Regions from separate parts of the Gossypium hirsutum genome. Here region 1 is linked to region 2. The links are chromatin contacts, called in public Hi-C maps. All regions are on one chromosome and are shown on one strand. The core of a region is the stretch at or near the end of the contact, and the rest is flanking DNA. Distances in the headings are between cores, read along the strand shown. Region 1 has its middle 9.1 kb from the start of LOC121213158. Region 2 has its middle 34 kb from the start of LOC121213158.

What was found. Hi-C and Micro-C count contacts between places; a contact is called where the count stands out from the background.
Region 1: a Hi-C map of leaf shows a contact between it and region 2, with 2.7 times the contacts expected there. The contact joins two enhancer-like sites. A contact is called at or near these places in 13 of 34 Hi-C or Micro-C datasets (anther, fibers, hypocotyl and 3 more).

The regions. Positions count from the first base shown.
Region 1 is chrA13:98,757,830-98,761,030 of Gossypium_hirsutum_v2.1, forward strand. No RefSeq gene overlaps it. Among protein-coding and RNA genes, the nearest start is that of LOC121213158, 9.1 kb to the left of the region's middle. Within about 2 kb of position 1,737, at least 3 of the 9 cell types and tissues checked have an H3K27ac peak or open chromatin away from gene starts, as enhancers often do. A contact at or near this core is called in hypocotyl and leaf, where this site is marked.
Region 2 is chrA13:98,714,322-98,717,694 of Gossypium_hirsutum_v2.1, forward strand. No RefSeq gene overlaps it. Among protein-coding and RNA genes, the nearest start is that of LOC121213158, 34 kb to the right of the region's middle. Within about 2 kb of position 1,715, at least 3 of the 9 cell types and tissues checked have an H3K27ac peak or open chromatin away from gene starts, as enhancers often do. A contact at or near this core is called in hypocotyl and leaf, where this site is marked.

The sequences.
Region 1 (3,201 bases), core at 487-2,986, 44 kb after region 2:
AATTCTCAAAGATTTAAATAATTTTAATTAACTTAAAACTTAATCCCAACAACTGAAAGTAGTACTTTAAGTGCACTGGTTGATGAGACTTTTTTTTTTTTCCTTCGGATAAAGAATGGATAGTTGCATGATAGAAATTTATATATATGATTTGATGTAATCATTGATTATCAATAAAATTTGATAAATTTGAATAAATAAAAAAATTTCCAAACAAAAATTGCCGACCTTGTCTACTGGCTACTGCTCATCTTATCAATTATTTGAAAATGGTTGTTTTAATAGATTCGTACAACATCAAATTTCAACTGGAAATGTTTCGAGAAAATTAAGAAACCAAAGTGTTATTATCTTATCTTTATGCTATAACTGTAATTTTAAACTAAACTTGTTTGCAAGATTTTTTTTCACTGTTACATCGTTGAAAAGATAAAACAAGGATGAGATAGAAAGTGATTCACAATTAATTTAATTTAAAATTATGGTATACTCATTTTGAAAAAGATTATGTAATAAAATTTTAAAAAATTGATATAAATTTAAATGTAGTTGTGGTTGAAATGATATTTTTATAATTTCACAATTGATTGAGATTCGATTGATGACACAATTGAATTGAGATTCGAGTGATGAATACTAATTCAATTAAACTGTAAATAAAAAATATATATATAATAATTAAGGTTAAAAGTAAAAGGTCAAATTATGCTATTAATCCCTGTTCTTTTACGGAAGTTGTTTTAATACTTCTACTTTAATTTGGTCCTTTTTAGTCTTGTACTTTTTAAATTTTAAAATTTCAGTCCTCCCCAAATAATAATTGTTAAATTTATTAAGTTATATTATTCCCAAATGATACTAAGTCAGCTTATTATTTCCACATATTACTCACTAAAAATCCAATGATTAATGACTGTCATTTACGTCAAGATTGAAATTCAAAATTCAAAAAAGTATAGAGACTTAAAAAGACCTGATTGAAGAATATAGACCAAATCTACAATTGTCTACATAATACATAACTAATAATTGAATTTAACTAAGTAGATTTAGTTGCTATTATTTGAGTTCAGACTAAAGTTTTTAAATTAAAAAGTATAGGGACTAAGATTGACCAAATCCAAAAGGAAAGACTAAGTTTACAATTTTATCAAAGTACAGGTACCAATAGCAGAATTGAACAAAAGTAAAAAGATAAAGATATGTATGAAAAATTGGGAGTGAAGAAAGTAACTGGGTCAAAAAAAAAAATATGAAAAGCTTGTTAATTGGACAGTGGGACGTACAAATATAAATAGCGGCATGTTTGGTAAAGGTAAAAGTGGAGCGGTGAATTGAGTCTGCCATGCTTTCAATCCATACAGTGCTTGATTTGACACTTCCAAACATGTCCATGACAAGTGGCACCACGCCTTCCCATCCTAACAAAGAGTGGGTCTTTCTTTATGGTGGGCCACCCCGACAAAATTTTGGACCCACTTTGCCCCTTAGCCCATTTGTCTACTTGTTAAAATATTCCATTTTTTTCATATGCATTTTCTCATCCTTCCTTTTTGTTTTGTATCCCCCCATCGAAATTCCATTTTTATAAAGTTAATTACATAAACAATAGCATGTGATTGGAGACACGTTATGCATTATTAGCAGAGGTGGGAAAGTTGAATGTAATAATGTTAAGTGAAGGAGAGAGAGAGTTCCTCACCTCAACCACGGCAACTTTATCTACTACAATTTTCTGACACTTTGCACGGTGGCCTTGACTTTGGTACATTCTAGATGCTCCACCTCATGCATTAGACAAAGTATAGGGCACCAATTTTATCTAATGTTTCAACCTCTTGACTTTTTTATAACATTCATGCAACAAAATGGCTTTGGCACTTGGCATTCGACGGTTTTCATACACCCAATGGGATCAATCAGGTACTTCAAGTCAGTGTAGGCAAATATTATTTTTCTTCCTTTTTTTTGTTTTGGATGGTATCCAATTGCATTAAGTTATAAAACAAAAAGATTTAGACTAAGTGGTTCATGTCAATATTTATAATTTTTCACAAAACAACCAATAACGTCACTTTCTTATTAATTATTGATCATTTATTTTTTTTGAGTTGCAAGTTGCACATGTATGCAGCAATATCAACAATGAATGCTTTTTCTTCGTTAAAATCGTCTCATCTTCAATGCAATGGAATGCTACAAAATATAGGAGAAGGTAATGCCGACCATTTCTGTTTTGAGATACCCCGATTTTGTCCCATTCAACGTGCCTTAGTCCCCCACACCTATTGTCTTATGGGGCCATATACAAGTCACCTACTATCGAAGCATGGAGCCTTTCTTTTTCTTCATTAATTATTATAACACTTAATCTTAATATATCTTAGAAATGGCACAATTAGTCAATTGAGCTTTGATTCAGTTGATACCATTGTTGTTGTAATAATCATGAAGATTTATAAAAAAATTTTAAGGGAGGCGGAACTAAGTTTTATATTTTTACGATAGTAAAAATATAATTTCATCATTTTAATAGCGTATACATTTATAATTTTTAAAGGATTAAATCAAATTTTTATCATTTGAGGGGGATAAAGTGTACTTTTTTCATTACTAATTTAACACTTTATAAATTATAAAGGGACCAAAAGAGAAATTTTTCATTTTAAAGGTGAAGGGCAAGGCTGTTGCCAATCCCTTGAAGATTTGAGTTCAAATACACTTAAAAGTGTATTATGTCTCAATTTGAAGATTTGAAAGGTTATAAGTAATAGTAACAATTTTATTAAAAATATCAAATAATATAGTAATTAAAATAGTTTGCATTAGAGAAAATATTATTTAAGTAAAGGAAAATTTGATTAATAAATTCCTTAAATTTGTTAAAGATAGCATGTCATTATAAGACTTACTAATGTATAGTCAACAGGGACTTTAAGTTTGATACTTACTAAGATATTATGTATAGTCAACTAATTGAACAGCTGTTATTACTCATATTCGGTTTTGGATGATTTAACATAATGGAAATTTGTTAACGAGTGCCTAATAATACTAAATATTAAGGTTATTATATTTTTGAAGACCTAATAATAATTTATAAAATGTACTAAAAATCTAGAAATATTATTGTAAACTACATGAACTTGAATCCTTTGTATGGTTTTAATATGAAAGGTGGGGTTATTCATAATTCAAGTT
Region 2 (3,373 bases), core at 465-2,964:
TTAAGACAGTTAGCAAGAACTTTTGCCACTATCTTGTAGAGAATGTTACAAAGCGCAACAGGCCTCAAATCTTTTAAGCTATCTAGTTTATCATTCTCGGGAATTAAAATACTCAAAGTTTCGTTAATCAAATCAAGAAAAGCTCCATTATTCAACCACGAATAATATTGATTGAAAACATCGGTACCCAAAATAGACCAACACCGTTGAAAGAATCCCGAATTCATACCATCAGGACCAAGTGCTTTATTGGGGTGCATACTCATAATTGCATCACGAAATTCCTCAATACAAAAGGGGCAACAAAAGACTCATTTTGACTATCAAAAATGCAAGCAGAGAAATCGGTAGTCGAAGAATGTGAGAAGAGATCAATAAAGAAAATATTGATATACACACATCCTATACTATCTTCTCTTTAACTCAATTTAAATTTAATTAAATTATTTAAAAAGATAAATAATTAGACTAATTCGCAACGTTTTCTTCCCTCTTCTAATCCTCTCGCTTCTATCTTCTCCTTTGAAATTCTTAAAATTCTCCATTGAAATAATTAGACTAAAGTCTCCACTTGAAGATGATAGGATCAAAGGACCTGCTTAAAGAGAAAAAAATGTTGTTCCTTGATCACATGTAAATAATAACTGGTTCATGGAAAATACCATAGACTTAGAGTCCAGTTATTATTTTCCAATCTAATTATTTTTAGTCTCCTTTTTCAGTAAAAAATAAACTATTAATTTTTCTCCTTTTTGCTCTTGAAGCGGCTCTTTGATCCTATCGTCTTCAAATGGAGACTTGTGCCTAATTGTTTCAATGTAGAATTTTGAGAATATAAATTCCTATTTAAGAATTTCAATAGAGAGAGCAAAAGTATGAGAGATTTTTGCATAAAATTTTTAAATTTCTTAAACTTATGAACATGTAAAATGATTGAGGGGTGACTTTTTTTTATCAAAAAACTTCTGTGTTAGATAAGAATTAAACTCTTTTATGTATTATTTATCTCGTACTAATTTAATTAGAGATAAAGAATATGGCTTCTCTATAAAATAATTCCAAAAGATTTAATTTCTTGATTTATCATTTTAAATTTTTAGTATTCTTCGTGTCTATTTTATAAGTTATGTTCGAGTAAAATGATAAATTATGATTAATCTAAAATTTCTCCCCAACTTTTCATTAATAAACCAATAAACTTATTTGCATTTACTTTCACTATTTTTTTTCTTTAAAAAAATAATGCATCAATTGTAATCTTCTTCTAATATATATCACTTCAAAAGGCATCTAATTAATATTTCTTATTAATTGTTTTTTAACGTGTTAAGCATATATACTACTTATATAAATAATATAAAAAGTCAATTCTAGAAGCAGATAAACTTTTTGATTTTTTATTTTTTGGAAAGTGAAACAGATATACTATTTTAAAGACACTAACTAATAGACCAAACTAGGATTTCTTTTTTCCCTTATAAAAACGGTATTATTAAATGTCATAATCAACTACCTTTGCATGCAAAAAAGAAAGCACAAATTTTAGTAACTGTGAGTCACCCTCACTTGACTAGGTAAAATATTCGGTTATACCAAGCCAAAAACACGGCGATTTACACGTGTCCAAAATCTGCCGTAAGATGTATGATTGGGCCCGACACCCATCAGGTGAAATATCTTGTCGGAAAATCTTTACGTGGCAATAGATTATGGGGGCTATAGTACCCTTCACGCCAACTTTTATAAATGTTGAGACACACACGCGTTGGATTGATCCAAACATCTTCTAACTAAGGTTGTCTTTTTATTAATTTTGTTTGCATCAAAACGTGACAATCAAATCGGCATGCATGATTGGATGTTTGGGGTTAGCGAATAATAAATAATAACGACCAATCATCTTCCACGATATAACCTATCAAACAAAACATCATCACATAATTTGAGATAAAACAAAATTATGTGATAATAAAATTAGATTCAAAAGAAAAAAACATTGAAAACATTATCTGTTAAAATAGTAATGCAGCTAGTTATTTCAGTTAAATTTTAAATTAATTAATTTGGTTTAGTATGATGTCTAAATTATAGTAAAAGAAATTGATACAAGTGATTTTAAAGAGGGTATTCTTTTTCCTATTTTAATATCTCATATAAGTTAGTCGATGAGTCATAAAGGGTTAAAAATAATTTTTTTTAAAAATATTTTTAAAAATTTTAGAGTTCGAAATAAATTGACAGATTTCATAAATGTTGATGAACAAATTTATTTACTTTTTTTAAAATTAGAATTAAAATGACAAATTTTGTAAACGTTTAGGGTTAAATTAGTTGAATTTTTTTATAGTTTGGGATCAAATTAGTAGAATGTGTAAACATTAGAGGGCTAATTTTATTATTAGACCAATAAAAAAGCCCAAATCCGCTCAAAATGACTAAAATATTTAATTTAGAAAAATTTAGTGACTAAATCGAAAAATTTAATAATCGGGTGACTAAAATAGAACGAAAAAATAATTGGCTGACCATTTTTATAATTCACCTATAAAAAATAATTTTTAGCATGTTCCACATCACTATTTAACAAAAAAAAATTAATGAAAGAACTAATTTGCATGTCTTGAAATATAGAAAGGTTAATTTACCATATTTTTAGTAGATAGGTTGAAATATGATCCACTCCTAAATACAGGGGCTTCCTTAATACTTTTATCCATAATTTCCTTGTTTTATTTTAAATCAAAACTATAACCACTATAAAAGCTATCACATTATATGGTATCGAATTAATTCAACATCGAAATGGTTTTATATTTAGTGAAATCAGTAATCTCTTTAAATATTTCAAGAGGGGCATTATGGTAATGACCAAATTAGATATATATTTTTATTTTTATTTTAAAATTTGTTGGGACCAAAACGATCTCATGTAAAAAAATTATACGTGGTTTATTTAAAATATCATATTATTTTAGGGTCATTTCTTAATTTATTGCATGTATTTGTATAATTTATTATAATAAATTTATTAATTTACCGATGCATAGCGAGGGATCTACTAACTTAAAAACACATTGAAAACAACTTTGATGGCTGTACTTTTCTGATTTGATTTTGAATTATGATTAAACTCTTCGGGTGAGAATTAAAAAAAAAGTGCGAAATTAGTGTCCTACATTTTTTTATATATTTTAAATTTAATTATTAATATTATTAAAATTTTTCTATTAAATGATTGAACTTACATTTTAACTCCGATAAATAAATAAAATTAAATTCCTAAAAATAAAAAATAGTGAGTTGGAAGATTTTTTTTTGGTAAATTACAAAAACAAGGCAAAACCCGAACAATAAACGTGACTAGCATAACTCA